Linked DNA regions of Sus scrofa: region 1 is linked to region 2. A link is a contact called in public HiChIP or PLAC-seq data. All regions are on one chromosome and are shown on one strand. The core of a region is the stretch at or near the end of the contact, and the rest is flanking DNA. Distances in the headings are between cores, read along the strand shown.

Region 1 (6,708 bases), core at 4,127-6,626, 160 kb after region 2:
TTAAATTGGAAAGAAAAATAAGCTTTGAATATTGACTACATTAGATAAATGCTAAAAAAATTGAGGGTGAATATACAAAATTAGAAGGTCAGTTTAGGAAGATTGTTCACTTTTGTCTGCTTCTTCAAAGTAGTGCTTAGCAAAATCTCTGACTAAAATGAAAGACTTTATATACCACAGAAAAATGCCCCCAAATTACTTTGTAGGTAAGATATAAAACAGCACACTAGTTATGAAGTGGGGCTATCTTAAAACATTACCTTTTAAGGAGTTCCCGCTGTGGCACAGCAGACACAAATCCCACTAGTATCCATGAGGATGCAGGTTTGATCCCTGGCCTTGCTCAGTGGGTCAGGGATCCAGCATTGCTGTGAGCTGTGGTGTGGGTTGCAGACACGGCTCAGATCCTGCGTTGCTGTAGCTATGTGTAGGCTGGCAGCTGTAGCGCCGATTTAACCCCTAGCCTGGGAGCCTCCATCTGCCGTTGAGTGTGGCCCTAAAAAGGAAAAAGAAAAAAAAAGTTTGTGAAACACTAGGCTATGTTATATGAAATTTCTCACCAAAAAGTCAGCTATATAATAATAAGCCTTATTCCTGAAGGAGAGTCAAAATCTTACGGCTCTTTGAATTGTCCTCCATGAGCTTAAAGATACCCAACCTCTGGAGGTGAGTATTCAAGAAAAGGCTGCTAATGAACTGGTGTCAAACTACTACTAAAAACTCAAAGCGGAAATTTCACAAGATGCTGTGGGTTGTACGTACCTTGTTATTTTCCTCTTCACACTCATCACTACTGTTATCAGCCATAGTCTTGTTAGGAAGATGGGCAGAATGAGGAAGTCCTTGGAAGAAGATTTTCCCTTTAGGTTATTGTCAAAATGATTTTTAAAGACAAATATTTTTAGTTTATAATATTTTATGCTCTAACCATTTTATGGAACTGGGTTTATAAGAACATCTAGCTGAAAGACCGGAAACTGAATTCTAGTCGGCTCTGTAAATTTAATTCAATTCAATTCAAGATGTATTTACTTGGAGTTCCTGTCGTGGCTCAGTGGTTAGCGAACTGGACTAGTATCCATGAGGATACGGGTTCGATCCCTGGCCTCGCTCAGTGGGTTAAGGACCCAGTGTTGCCGTGAGCTGTGGTGTAGGTCACAGATACGGTTCGGATCCCGAGTTGGTGTGGCTGTGGTGCAATCCAGCAGTTACAACTCTTATCCAACCCCCAGCTTGGGAACCTCCATGTGCCATGGTTATGGCCCTAAAAAGATCAAAAAAAAAAAAAAAAAGATATGTTTACTTGAATTATTATGTTTTAGGCATTACTATGGTTAAGGCATTGGGTGAGACATTATATTGATTATCTGCCATTACATAAATAGTATAAAATCTGTGCTTAGTTTACACATTGGTGAAATGAGGTTAGTAATTAGTAAAGCAAAAGAGTGCTGGATATATAGGCAGAAAACTGGGTGTAAAGGACAATGCTATCACTTTAACAAAATAACTTAATTTCTTTGTGTCTCAGAATTCTCACTTCTAGATGGAGTTAGTAATATTTTTCAGGACTGTTGTAAGGATCAATTGAAAAAATTTTACATGGAAGAAAATGATCTAGTTCCTGGCAACTAATGGTCATAAATATGAATCTGAATCAATGTCTATAAGATAAAAGCAATAAAATATTCAGAACAATTATAAAGCAAAATCAGGGAGTTCCCATCACGGCTCAGCAGAAACGAATCTGACTAGCATCCATGAGGACGCAGGTTCGACCCCTGGCCTTGCTCAGTGGGTTAAGGATCTGGTGTTGCTGTGAGCTATGGTGTAGGTTGCAGACATGGCTCGGATCCTGTGTTGCTATTGCGGTGGTATAGGCCGGCAGCTACAACTTCCATTCAACTCCTAGCCTGGGAACCTCCATATGCTGTGGACGAGGCCCTAAAAAGACAAAAAAAAAAAAAAAAAAAAAAAGCATAATCAGGAGTTCCCATTGTGGCTCAGCGGTAACACACATGACTAGTACCCATGAGGATGGGGGTTCATTCCTGGCCTCACAGTGGGTTAAGGATCCAGCGTGGCTGTTGGCTGTGGTGCAGGTCAGCAGCTGCAGCTCTGATTCGACCCCTGGCCTGGGAACTTCTATATACTGCAGGTCCTAAAAAGCAAAAAAATAAAATAAAATAAAATAAATAAAAGCATAGTCAAAGGTAAGATATTATTAACTGGCATGAAAATATGTTCAATGATTTCTAAGTCAATCAAATGCCTATTTTTCTGCCTATTAACTTGCCTAAACTAAAAACAAATTATAATGACCATGGCTGGCAAGATTATAAGTATGCTTAAGTCAGAAACCTGGGTGTATAGGTTTTATATAAAAGATTGAAAGCAGGGACTCAGACAGTTGTACACCAATGTACATAGTTGCACATTCACAATCTCCAGAAGGTGGAAGCCACCCAAGTTCTCATCAACAGACAAATGGATAAACAAAATTTGGGAGTTGCCGTTGTGGCACAGTGGTTAACGAATCCGACTAGGAACCATGAGGTTGCGGGTTCGGTCCCTGCCCTTGCTCAGTGGGTTAACGATCCGGCGCTGCCGTGAGCTGTGGTGTAGGTTGCAGACGCGGCTCGGATCCCGCGTTGCTGTGGCTCTGGCGTAGGCTGGTGGCTACAGCTCCGATTCAACCCCTAGCCTGGGAACCTCCATATGCCGCGGGAGCGGCCCAAGAAATAGCAACAACAACAACAACAACAACAAAAGACAAAAGACAAAAAAAAAAAAAAAAAAAAAAAAAAAAAAAAAAAATTTGGTTATATATACAATGGAATATTATTCAACCATAAAAAGGTTAGCAGGGGCTGGGAGGGGAAGGGGAATGGAGGGTTACTGTTCAACAGGTACAATTTCTATTCGGGATGATGAAAAAGTTTTGGAAATAGTTACACAACAACAGGAACCACTTAGTGCTACTGAACTGTATACCTCAAAATCGTCAAAATACCAAATTTTTATGTAGGCAAATTAACCACAATAAGCAAACAAACAAGCCTGGACGTCATCCTTGATTCCTAAGTCAGGAGTTAAATTCAATCCTTCAGCAACTCTCAGTGATCTGACCACAACAATACCTCTGGCATTAACCAATTCTATTATCAACTGTCACCACATCCAAGCCACTGTCACCTCAACTCCACCATGGCAACAGTCCTACTGACCCCCTACTTTCTCCGTAGCACCTTTCAATCCATGTCACACATAAGAGGAATATGGCCTCTTGAGCCCTGCTTGTCATGCCTCCCGCCCACCTCTGAGGCTACTTCCCCCTACCATATGCTGGTCTCTTTCAAGTCCTCAAACTAATGAAGTTCTTTCTGGCCTCAGTGCCTTTTCAATTTTCACTTGCTGCTCCCTCTTCCTGGCTTACTTTTCCTCAATGTCGAGACCCTTCTCATCTTTCAGCTTCAACTATCACCTCCTTGGGTCTTCCTTGATCCTTCTATCAAAAGTGGAGCCCATTCCTCACCAATATTCTCCATAACATCAAACTCTTTGCTTCCATCATGCACTTAATGCATCTGTAATTTTGTCTCTTTATTTATTTGGCGTCTGTCTCCCGTAATCACAAGCATCAGGATGACAGGGTTAATGTCTCTTTTAATACAGCATACCTAGTGCGAAGCATAAGGCTGACAGCAGGCATTCAAAAAATGTTTGTTGAATAAATGATGGTGTGAAGTCCTCTAAAAATATTCCGTTGAGATTTTAATTGGCATTGCAGGTTAAGCGCAGGTTACTGAAGCATCTTCAAAACTGAGCAAAAGACTTTTTTTTTTTTTTTTTTTGTCTTTTTGCTATTTCTTTAGGCCGCTCCCGCAGCATATGGAGGTTCCCAGGCTAGGGGTCGAATCGGAGCTGTGGCCACCGGCCTACACCAGAGCCATAGCAACGCTGGATCCAAGCTGCGTCTGCAACCTACACCACAGCTCACGGCAATGCCGGATCGTTAACCCACTGAGCAAGGGCAGGGACCGAACCCGCAACCTCATGGTTCCTAGTCGGATTCGTTAACCACTGCGCCACGACGGGAACTCCAAGACTTTTGATAAATTAAATAAACAAACATGAACCCCTGGCAGATTATGGGTAAAGAGTATCACGAAATAAATGATGATGGGAAACTGGTCAGATTGAAGGAAGATCCTGCAATGTGGGTGGCGGTGTTTTCTCCCTCCTTAAGTAGTTAGAAAACAGAAGCGACAACAAATAACTTGACTCTGAAAGTCAACATTTGCTATTATAAACTAAAAAATTATTGGAAACAATCATGAGTCCATCCTGCTCTTTGCTCTGAGAACCGTCTGTCTTCTTTTCTCTTCATTTATTTCTTACCTTTGTGTCTTGAGGGAGGAGTATAAATACTTGCAACCTCTTCCGAGTCGTTAATCTCTAGACGCTCATCATATGTCTGGTTTTCTATAATCTTGGTCTAAGTAAAAGGAAACATGATTACACAGCTCCTATCACGGGACAGTAAGCACTCTGTGGGGAGCTGGACTCCAAACCAGCAATGGTTCCGAGACACCAGTTTTACATGAAACCCTCACCCCAGTTCAAGCAGTTAAGTCATTCTGCTGCAGCCCTTATTTAGGAACTGCTGGCAGGCTGACCGGAGAACGAAGAAATCCTGGAGCGAAACAACAGCCAACTTCTGCATCACCTTCCCCAAAGCTCTTTTGTAGAGAACGGCTCAAGTGAGCCTCAGGTTCGGTCAGTTTCCCAAGGCTGCTGGGATTTCTTAGCTGTAGAGGTTCTAGAAACAATTCTGTTTCTAGAGTCACCAGGGCGGGGGCTGTTCCTCTAAGAGAGGTTAAACTCTAGTCTCTTGGTCCAAAAGCATCACCCTCATCTATACCATGACCACCCCACCCCCCTTGGTCTCGTCTTGTAGTTCGGATGCCCCTTACGTTTCGTGGGGAGTAAGGCAAGCAGAATGGTCGGTGATGGCGTGAAGGGAAGGGAGAAAGTATAGTGGGTAAGAAAACGGAAAGAAGTGGAGAGGGGTTGCGAGGACAGAAAAGGAGTCCTTTCTATTCCTCTTGGGAGAGAGGAAGCGTTCTCTGTTAGGGTGAGTACGAATTACCTGTAGCCCCTCCGAATCCGTCTCTTCTATCTGGAAGGAACCCCAGCCTAGGGCTGGGGTCTCACCCTAATCTCAGGCCAGGCCACTTTTACTTGGAAAGAAGGGGAGCAACTGGCGTGTTGTCAGTAGCTAAGCAAACAAACAATAAATAAATAAATAAAAAGAGCGAAGAAAGAAACAGAAAAATCGCGAGACTTCCTTTAACTCTCGTGAGAGCTCAACTCGCGCATTATGTTTCTCCCCAGCTAAGGAGCCAAGCAGAAAAAGAGGAGCTCACATCGTGATTGTTTAGATTTCAACAGATGTGTCTGTGGTGGCATCTAGCGGCTGCAGGCAGCAAATCAGATGAATTCCGGTTGGTAGAGAGTTAAGCTCTAGATCCCGAAACACGGTCTGCATTTTTTACCCAGGGAAAGGATCAGTAGGTATGAGTTCCTATTAAGTCAGACCACTCAGCCTTTAGGCAAACTCAGGGGTTGCCTCAATTCCTGACATTCTGTACTACTTTTATAGCATTTTTATTACATTATAGTCTTTCCCCTCCACTGTGTCCATAGCATGGGACATATTTATAGTATTAACAAATTATTATTTACCTGTGATTCAAATTTAACACATTCTCCCGCTTTTTTAATTTTTTAATTTTAATTTTTTTTAGGGCTGCACCTGCGACCTATGGAAAATCCCAAGCTGGGGGTCAAATCAGAGCTGTAGCTGCCGGCCATTCTTTCTCTGTATGGATTTATCTGTTCTGGATATTTTACATAAATGGAGTCATAGAAGATACGGTCTTTTGTGAGTGGCATCTTTCACTTAACATAGTATTTTCAAGGTTCATCCATGTTGTATCATGTATCAGAATTTAATTCCTTTTTGTGACTAATATTCCATTGTTTAGATATACTACCTTTTTTTTTTTTTTTTTTTTTTGTCTTTTTAGAGCTTCCTCCACGGCATATGGAGGTTCCCAGGCTAGGGGTCTAATCGGAGCTGTAGCTGCCGGCCTATGCCAGAGCCACAGCAATGCCAGATCCCAGCCGCGTCTACAACCCACACCATAGCTCATGGCAACCCCGGATCCTTAACCCACTGAGTGAGGCCAGGGATTGAACCCGAAACCTCATTGTTCCTAGTCGGATTCGTTTCCGCTTTGCCGGTGGGAACTCTAAATATACCACATTTTGTTATTCATTCGAGTACTGAGGGACACTTGGATCGTTTCCACTTTTTGGCTATTATGAACAATGTTTCTATGAACATTAGTGTTCAAGGTTGTGTATGGGTGTGTGGTTTTAACTCTCTTGGGCGCATACATAGGAGTGAATTGCTGGGTCACATGGTAACCCCATGCTTAGCTTTTTGAGGAGCTGCCAAGCTTTCCCCAAACAATTAAACTACTTCAGGTTCCCGCCAGCAGTGTATGAGAGTTCTAATTTCTCCACATTCTCACCAACTCTTATTATTATAGCCATCCTAGCAAGCTTTGATTTGCAATTCCCTAAGGACTAAAGATATTGAGCATATTTTTATGTGCTTATTGGCCATCTATCGTTTTG
Region 2 (7,750 bases), core at 3,296-5,795:
TTTCTCTCTTTCTGGTTCTGTTCTTTTCCTTTTTCTTGCTTTTTTTTTTTTTTTTTCTTTCTTTACTAAATTAGAGAATGCTCTTGCTCGAATTACGATAATTAAAATTCCTAAGAACTTTACAGTGCCCTCCTGGCTTGCAGGAAATTATACTTCTTATAGCATCACCACGTTTAGAAATCATTACTGATTTTCACCCTTCGCTGTCTCTTCCTTTTCCTGTCTGTCCTAAGTTACATTAACTTCATCTACTAAAACCTCCTGCCACCTTACTCTTTCTCTTCTAAGAACTGCTCCAACGTCTTTGGTGAGCACTACTCTTACGTATATGATATCACATATTTCAGTGATCAACTGATACCAGAAGGTCCTGTTTTATCAGAGTATTTACTAGTCTTCATGACCCAGACTTTAGCCCTTTTCCTTGTTACAGCTCTGCAGTGTCACAGAATAACCTTTTACATAAAAGCAGACCCCTTGATATTTGAGTAGACTTTTGAATAAGATGATAGATGAGATGAAAAAAGGAATTTTATGCAACTTCTTTGGTAGCTCTTAGTTTTGTGTTATCTTGTAATTCAAATATATCTTGGAGGGCAAACACTCCCCTGTGGGGTTGTCATTACCACAGAAAACTTAGCCCTATAATATATTTAGGAGGATTGGTAAGACAAATTTGCAGTTTTGACACTTTATTCAAAAGTTCCAAGGTGGTAAAATAAAGAAGGATTTTGAGCCCTTTTTACCTTCTGGAAATCAAAGAACAGAAAAGTAGTTTAGTAGAGTAGAAAAGTTGGGCAACAGATATTGTAACCATGAGAAATGTCATTTTAAGAATATCTCAAAAATGAGTCTAAAAAAAAATCACCTTGGTACAACAATGTGTGTACACACACACACATGCTTTTTTATATTGGTCTAGTGTAAAATGAGCATCTCTTTATGTTCTCTCTTCCAGAGAAAGATGTATGTAGTATGTGGCCATGTTTACTAACACTTATTCTAGACAGAATCCTGAGACTATAAAATATATATAGTTAATGTTTGTTTGGGCTTACGACATGATTTCTGAGAGCTGCTTCTAACTCAGCCTTAGGTCATCAATTAACATTGTAGGAATTTGAGCACAACCTTGTCCACCAGCTATTTTAAATATTCACTTAGCCCTATGTAGTTAGTAGGTGGATGGGCTGCACTTTCACAAGTTGAGCTTGAGTTCCCCACTCAATAGTGTAGCTTAACATGCTGAGTGAGGCACATTCCCCTATGGAGTGTCTGTATCACTATTCCTCTAAGCCTGAAATATAACTAACAGGAAAAGCGATATGATCTAGAAACAGGGGTCATTGCTTCATTTAGAGGACGTTATTATTAACCACAGCCTGTTTCAAATAAGATGGTAGTTTTATGAAATTCCAGCACGAGCTGTTATAAGCAGTCTTTGATGTGTTTTTGATGGTATCAGCTGGAAACCCTCAAATCGGAGGGCATCCCACACTAGATAGAAAGTAGATGTTGCCTGTTGCTGTGCTTATAAATGAAAAAGCCTGGCTGGAACTCTTGCAAACGCCAGAATGTAAGATAATAATTCACTATGCTCCTTGAGCCTTTAAGATATAGGTTGACAGGATTTATTTCTTAAAATGAGCTTCATTTCATATTTATTATCTTCATTTATATCTCTGAGAATTAACTATATAAAAAAGCTTCTGTCTGCTTGTATTTATCTTCCAAACCCAGTCTAATAGGATATTTTGACTTTTAAAAGAAGTGGAGAAAAGACCAGAATTTTATAGGAGAAAATTGGAAGAAAAAACGGGCACAAAACCTCAGAAGGCAGCTGTTCCCAGCGGCTTTCTATTGAACAACCTCTATGCTGCCTCTTGTATCTGTGTCTGTATTCTACTTCTGTGTTTAGTCTTCAGATTGTAAGCCTTTCTGGCAAGCTTGTTTTTGTTTTTTTTTTTTAAAGCTCTTTTCCTGAAACTTTTTATGAAAGGCTATGGCACCATTAATGCTGCTGAGTATCTTTAAACTCATTACAAAGACAAGTGCATAGCTTAAGGCCACTATTGGTAAGGAAGCCAGGTGTCCTCTGTGCCTTTTTTCTTTCCTTGAAGTAATTTAAGAACACCCCAAAAATGAGACTAAAAAATTATCATCTTGGTACAACATGGTATTTATATATGCACTTGGACACTTAAAGAGGTGTTGTGTTATCCAGAATGCAGAAGCAGCTCTAAACTTATTAGAGCAAACTTTCTGATATATCAAGTTTTGTGTGTTGGCTTTGCTAGGGTATGATAGGAAAATGAAGACTCTTTAATCAGCTCTAGTATTGCTTTTTAAGAGGGTAATACTAAACTTGGAAAATTATTTAAGTAGGTTTTATCAAGCAATCTGGGTTGTTGTTTTTTTTAATATAGTTTTTAATAGATATTTGAAAAGTGAAAGAAACTTCAGAGGTTTTTTAATGGTGCAGGTGAAGGTGCCGGTTGCTATTTGGTATCACACCCTACAAAAGCTTCATTACTTTATTTGATGCTGGTTGCTAAGCAGCCATTGCACAGAGCATAAGTCTACTGGGTGCCTTTACAAGCCAGAGGCTTGATGCTGCACTGTTGATGTCACGTAAGAAAATAATGCACATGCTCTAACTGCTAAACAGGAAAAGAAACCTAGAAACAAAGAAAATGAAGAACAAAATGACAAAAAAGTTTGATTGAAATAAAATTTGATCAACATAACTGTATTTGGAAACATTCCAGGAAGGTTACTTCTGATCAAACTTGCCTGGGGGTGTTTGTTCAAACTTGTATTTAATAAATGAACATCTGACTTACAACCTTTTGTTATCACTTCCTTTATTACAGTATTAAAAGGCAGTGGCAATTTCAGAAATCCTTCTGAAAACTTCAAGGACTCTACACTTCACTTTTTTTTTTTAAGGTCGTATCAAACGTGTGGCCTGGCTAACTTGACCTCCCTTGCTAGACTTCTGGACCCTGGAGTTAGCTTCAGAAGATGAGTCTCTGGGCATGTATTTTCCTAAGCAGTTCATTTTTGGCTTCACTTTTCTGGCCCAAACCACAGGTCTTTCATTTTAATTGTTGATTATCATGTTCCCCTTTCTTGCCTCTTGTTTCTGTACTCTCCTATGCAAGACCTCAACCCAGATTAACTAACCCAGCCATTCTCCCTGCTCCAATATTCCAGCTACAAACAACTATTGGAGAAAAATGACAGCCTTTAGAGTGGTGTGGCCATAAATGTGTCTCTAACATTACCCAACAACTCTGTGTGTCCTTAACTTAGCAGCTATTCCAAACTTAACCTCTTTCCTCAAATTCTCTCCCACGCTCCCATTTAACCCTTCACACTCAGGTGAACTTGCCTTCTATTTCAAAGACATCAGAATTTCCACTTTCAGACTTCTCTTTCATCATTCCATCTGTGGAAAAGGCCCCACCACTCCAGGGCTAATCCCAACAACCTTATCTCCTACCTCAGCAGGAATCTTGTCAGTCCCCTCTCTCTAGCTTCATCTCTCCCTTCAGTTTCACATCTCATTTGGTTTTCTGATTCATATTCCTTTATAGCCATATTTCTCACTCATCCACTCTGACTTCTGTCCTAATTGTTTGAAACTGATCTATGTTTCCATACTGCTAAATTAACATCCCCAGCCTTTCTTTGACTTCTCTAGAGTATCAGGCAACTGAATCACTCCTTCACTCAAAGGCTGATCTTGGCTTCTTGATATCACTCCTAATTTTTCATTCCACCTCTAACCATTCCATCAATCAAAGTTTTACTTCTGCTCAGGCTTCTTCCAGGTACATTACTTATTCTGTTTTTCTCATCAAATGCCACTTCCCTATATGTATCTTTTCCTCCAGTTATATTTAACTATAAAGTTTCAACTCTGTAGTACATAGGTGTTCTGTTATACATTAATTCAAGGACCTCCTTCTCTAGGAAGTCTTCCCAGATCAGCAAGACGCCTAATTCCATACTAATGCCTTTTCTTTGTTTACAATGCAACTTCTTCAGATCCCAACTCTGCTATATGAACATTTATCAATTCCAGTCTTAAATGGGGACGTTACCTGACACAGAGGCTTTCTTTAAATTCCAGAATGCCTAACAGACTGGAAGCCGTCAGTAAATGTGATTTTGTTCTTTATATCTGAACAGTTCCTTGTGGCTGGTTAGGGAATTAGATTCTAACCCTGATACAGGATGCAAGGGAGACGGGGATTACAAAAGATCAACTAGAGAAAAGCAATGGGCTGAGGCAGATGACAAGTTACGTAGCGCCCCCCCCCCCCCCCACTATACATGTTTGGCCTAGGACCCTCTGCCTTTGTAAGACGATCGTGTTGGCCTAGAAAAATCGCAACAGCGCCTTCCAGTCCTAACTTCCCACGTTGTCCCAGAAAAGCTGCAAAAGCACCCTACACAAAAAGTGGAGGTGGGAGCAGCAGGCTGCCCGGGACGCTCAGGGCACATGCGCCTTCCCGCCCCGCTCCTGTCTTCCGACTTCCCTGAGCGGCTGCCCCAAGAAATGCCTGTTTCTCTGCGGCAGAAATGTGTTGCTTTTTACCTGCTCTCTGATCTCATCTTCTCATACCCACTTTTCCCTCTTGTGAGTGAAGAAAATAAACTGACCCACTGGATTCCGAAGAGACAGTACACCTAAATATATTGGACAGGCGCAGAAAGAGGAGGCCTGACCTTGGAAGCGGAACGGGGTCCTGCCGCAGGTCCTTCCTGGCGGGTGACATTCAGCCAGCCAGTCGCAGCGACGGACTTTCACTCCTAGAACCATGGCCCAGTTTGTCCGTAACCTCGCGGAGAAGGCACCGGTCTTGGTTAACGGTGAGCGCGGCGTGAAGCCTGCCGACTGGGGTACCCGGGCGCGGGGTGCGGGGGAGAGGCCTGCGAGGGCCTGAGGGGAGGACGCGGGCTGCGGTCACGAGGGGCCGGCGGAGCTGTTGTGTGTGCCGCCTGAAGGAGGACTGGGGACAGAAGGCAGATTCGCGATTCTTTTCTAGCCTTTTGGCCAGGCCTGCGGCTTGGGTTCTCTCTACAATCTAGAAGTTCTGAATTTTGACCACGACGGGGAGGGGAGGGAGTGTGCAAGCAGCCGGGGGTTGCCCTGCAGCCGCCGCCATGACGCCCTTGGACCGCTCGGAAAAGGAGCAGGGAGGGGGATGGCTCTGTTAGGAGGGCGAGGGAGGTGAGGACAGAGACGTGTAGAAGTACAGACGTGCGGCCTCATCGGCTTTTCTGCTTCCGGTGGAGTATTTGGAAGGCTACAGAGCTTTTAAGGATGGGTGACCTTTGGAACGTTGCCTTTGCTTTATGCCTTGGCCAGGCTCCGAGGTATTTTGTCTTTAATCTAAGTGAGTTTTCAGATGAAGTTGAACTTTACGGACGAATGTCCCTGCCTTGGTAAGTATAGGAAGGGATATGTGTAAATAGTAATCCTTATTATCATAGTTCAGCGTCCGTGGGGATTTTCCGTTTGGAAAAGCATCGCTGGTCGAACGCTGTGTTTCGGAACAGGTGAATAGTCACAGCCCAGAGTAGTAGTCTTAAGTGAGTAAATGTTTCAGTTGTCTGCTGGGTATCAAGCTATTCATTTTATTCCCAAAATGAGATCAGTTAAATTAACGGAAGCCTTTCCATTAGATGTGCTATATTCTAAGTAAGTGGTTGAAGCGCAGATCTCTAAATAGCTTTCGGTCAGATTTGATTAGAAAAGTAAATAGAAATTTTTTTAATATGTATAATATTTCTGAAGCTATTTTGCTGTGATTGGTATTTTCTTATTCATTGTCTCCTTCCTTTCTTCCATGAACAGTTATTGAAAGTCTTAACAGTCAAATAATTGATTCTTCCTATGGTTCCCTTCCTACTACCAGTTAATACACTTAACCAAAGAACTTAAGTGTGCAACTTTACTAAAAGCACTACATTTTTTACATAGTACAAAGAGAAGACATAGCAGCTTGCTTATTTCGACTTTGTGGATGATTTGAGACAAATTTTCTAGAATTGCAAGTGGGTTTTTTTTTCCTCCTGCCATGGCTTTCACATCTTTTTTAATTCCTTCTTTGCCTGTTTTTTTAATTGCCACACGTGTGGCATATGGAAATTCCCAGGCTAAGGGTCAAATCCGAGCTGCAGCTGCCAGCCTACACCACAACCACAGCAATTCGGGATCCGAACCCCATCCACAGCCTACACCGCAGCTCACGGTCAACACCAGATCCTTAACTCCCTGAGCGAGTCCAGGGATGATGGAACTTTCATCCTCATGGGCTAGTTGGGTTCGTTTCCACTGAGCCACAGCAGGAACTCTGGCTTTCACATCTTTTCAGTGGTGTCTTGAGGAATTGAAGACCAATTTTTTTTTTCCAAATGATTTTTATCTTTTCCATTATAGTTGGTAAGACCAATTTTAATAATAGTTTACAAAAAAAATAAGAAAGTTTTAAATTATGAAATATAACTTGTTATAATTAATTCAGCTCTTTATTATGAATAAAGATAAAGGTTGTTATTCTTCCAGACATACTCAGAAAGGAGAACTCAACCGGGGCCAGAATGCTAAAGTAGAAATATATTTTGTTTTCTAAATTAACTCAGTGTATTAAATGTTAATGTTAAGTATATGAAAAATTGGAGTTCTCTTCTGGTGCGACAGGTTAAGTATCCAGCCTTGTCACAGTCTATGACAGTTTCATAGTCTTTGCTTACCTTTCATGACCTTGACAGTCTTAAGGTGTCTGTCTAGGTGTCCTATAAAGATGGTCCTCAATTTGGATTTGTCTGGAGTTTTTGTAATGATTAGTCTGGAACTATGGATTTTGAAAGAGAATACCACCAAAGGGAAGTGCCCTAATCACATATCAGGATGTGAGTGATATTCATATAACATCACTAGTGAAATTAGCTTTCATCATTTGGTTAAGGTAGTTTCACTAGGTTTCTCCTAAAGTTACTGTTTTTTCCTTTCCATATTTTTTAGAAGCAAGTAACTAGGAGTTCCCTGGTGGCCTAGTGGTTAAAGGATCCAGCATTGTCACTGCTCTGGTGCTTGTTTGATCCCCAGCCCGGGAACTTCCACACGCCATGGATGTGGCAAAAAAAAAAAAAAAAAAAAAAAGAAGTAGGAGTTCCGTAGGGCACAGTGGTTAGCGAATCCGACTAGGAACCATGAGGTTGCAGGTTCGATCCCTGCCCTTGCTCAGTGGGTTGACGATCTGGCGTTGCCGTGAGCTGTGGTGTGGGTCACAGACGCGGCTTGGATCAGGCGTTGCTGTGGCTCTGGCGTAGGCTGGTGGCTATGGCTCCAATTAGATCCCTAGCCTGGGAACCTCCATATGCCACAGGATCGGCCCAAGAAATGGCAAAAAGACAAAAAAAAAAAGAAGTAGTAGTAACTAAATTGGGGGAGGTAGAGGCAGGATTCCATCTCCTGTAGGAGGGAATATCTACATATATTTAGTAGAATTCTTCTATGAGAAATAATTGTCTCTGCCTCATATATTTATTCAGTCATTCATTGTGTGGACTCATGCACATTTATTTCATACTTTGTACCTCCAGTAGTATATTATTTTGTTGCTCAAACTATTCCAGCTTTGGCCATTGAGAACTCTTTCAGTATGGCACCTCTCTCCTTTGGACATTCCCCCTTTCTAGTTCTACAAGATGCTTCAGATTCTATGTATTCCCT

Evidence for each region. HiChIP or PLAC-seq counts read pairs in DNA pulled down with a chosen protein or histone mark.
Region 1: a contact with region 2 is called in an H3K27ac HiChIP or PLAC-seq map of alveolar macrophages. The contact joins the promoter of IFT46 here to the promoter of ATP5L in region 2. A contact is called at or near these places in 1 of 5 promoter capture datasets (fetal liver), 4 of 47 Hi-C or Micro-C datasets (embryonic fibroblasts, heart right ventricle, retroperitoneal adipose tissue and 1 more) and 2 of 2 datasets of contacts at active chromatin or transcription factors (alveolar macrophages and skeletal muscle).

The regions. Positions count from the first base shown.
Region 1 is chr9:45,856,542-45,863,249 of Sscrofa11.1, forward strand. IFT46 (intraflagellar transport protein 46 homolog) reads right to left here and starts at 5,377. Exons shown (of 12, transcript XM_003357317.4): 1 at 5,153-5,377; 2 at 4,402-4,498; 3 at 763-842. The coding sequence starts at 807.
Region 2 is chr9:45,701,904-45,709,653 of Sscrofa11.1, forward strand. ATP5L (ATP synthase, H+ transporting, mitochondrial Fo complex subunit G) reads left to right here and starts at 4,546. Exons shown (of 3, transcript NM_001244137.1): 1 at 4,546-4,881. The coding sequence starts at 4,830. It overlaps LOC102167309 (a long non-coding RNA gene), which reads right to left and starts at 4,869. Exons shown (of 2, transcript XR_002335663.1): 1 at 4,738-4,869. It overlaps UBE4A (ubiquitination factor E4A), which reads left to right. Exons shown (of 20, transcript NM_001244872.1): 20 at 1-8.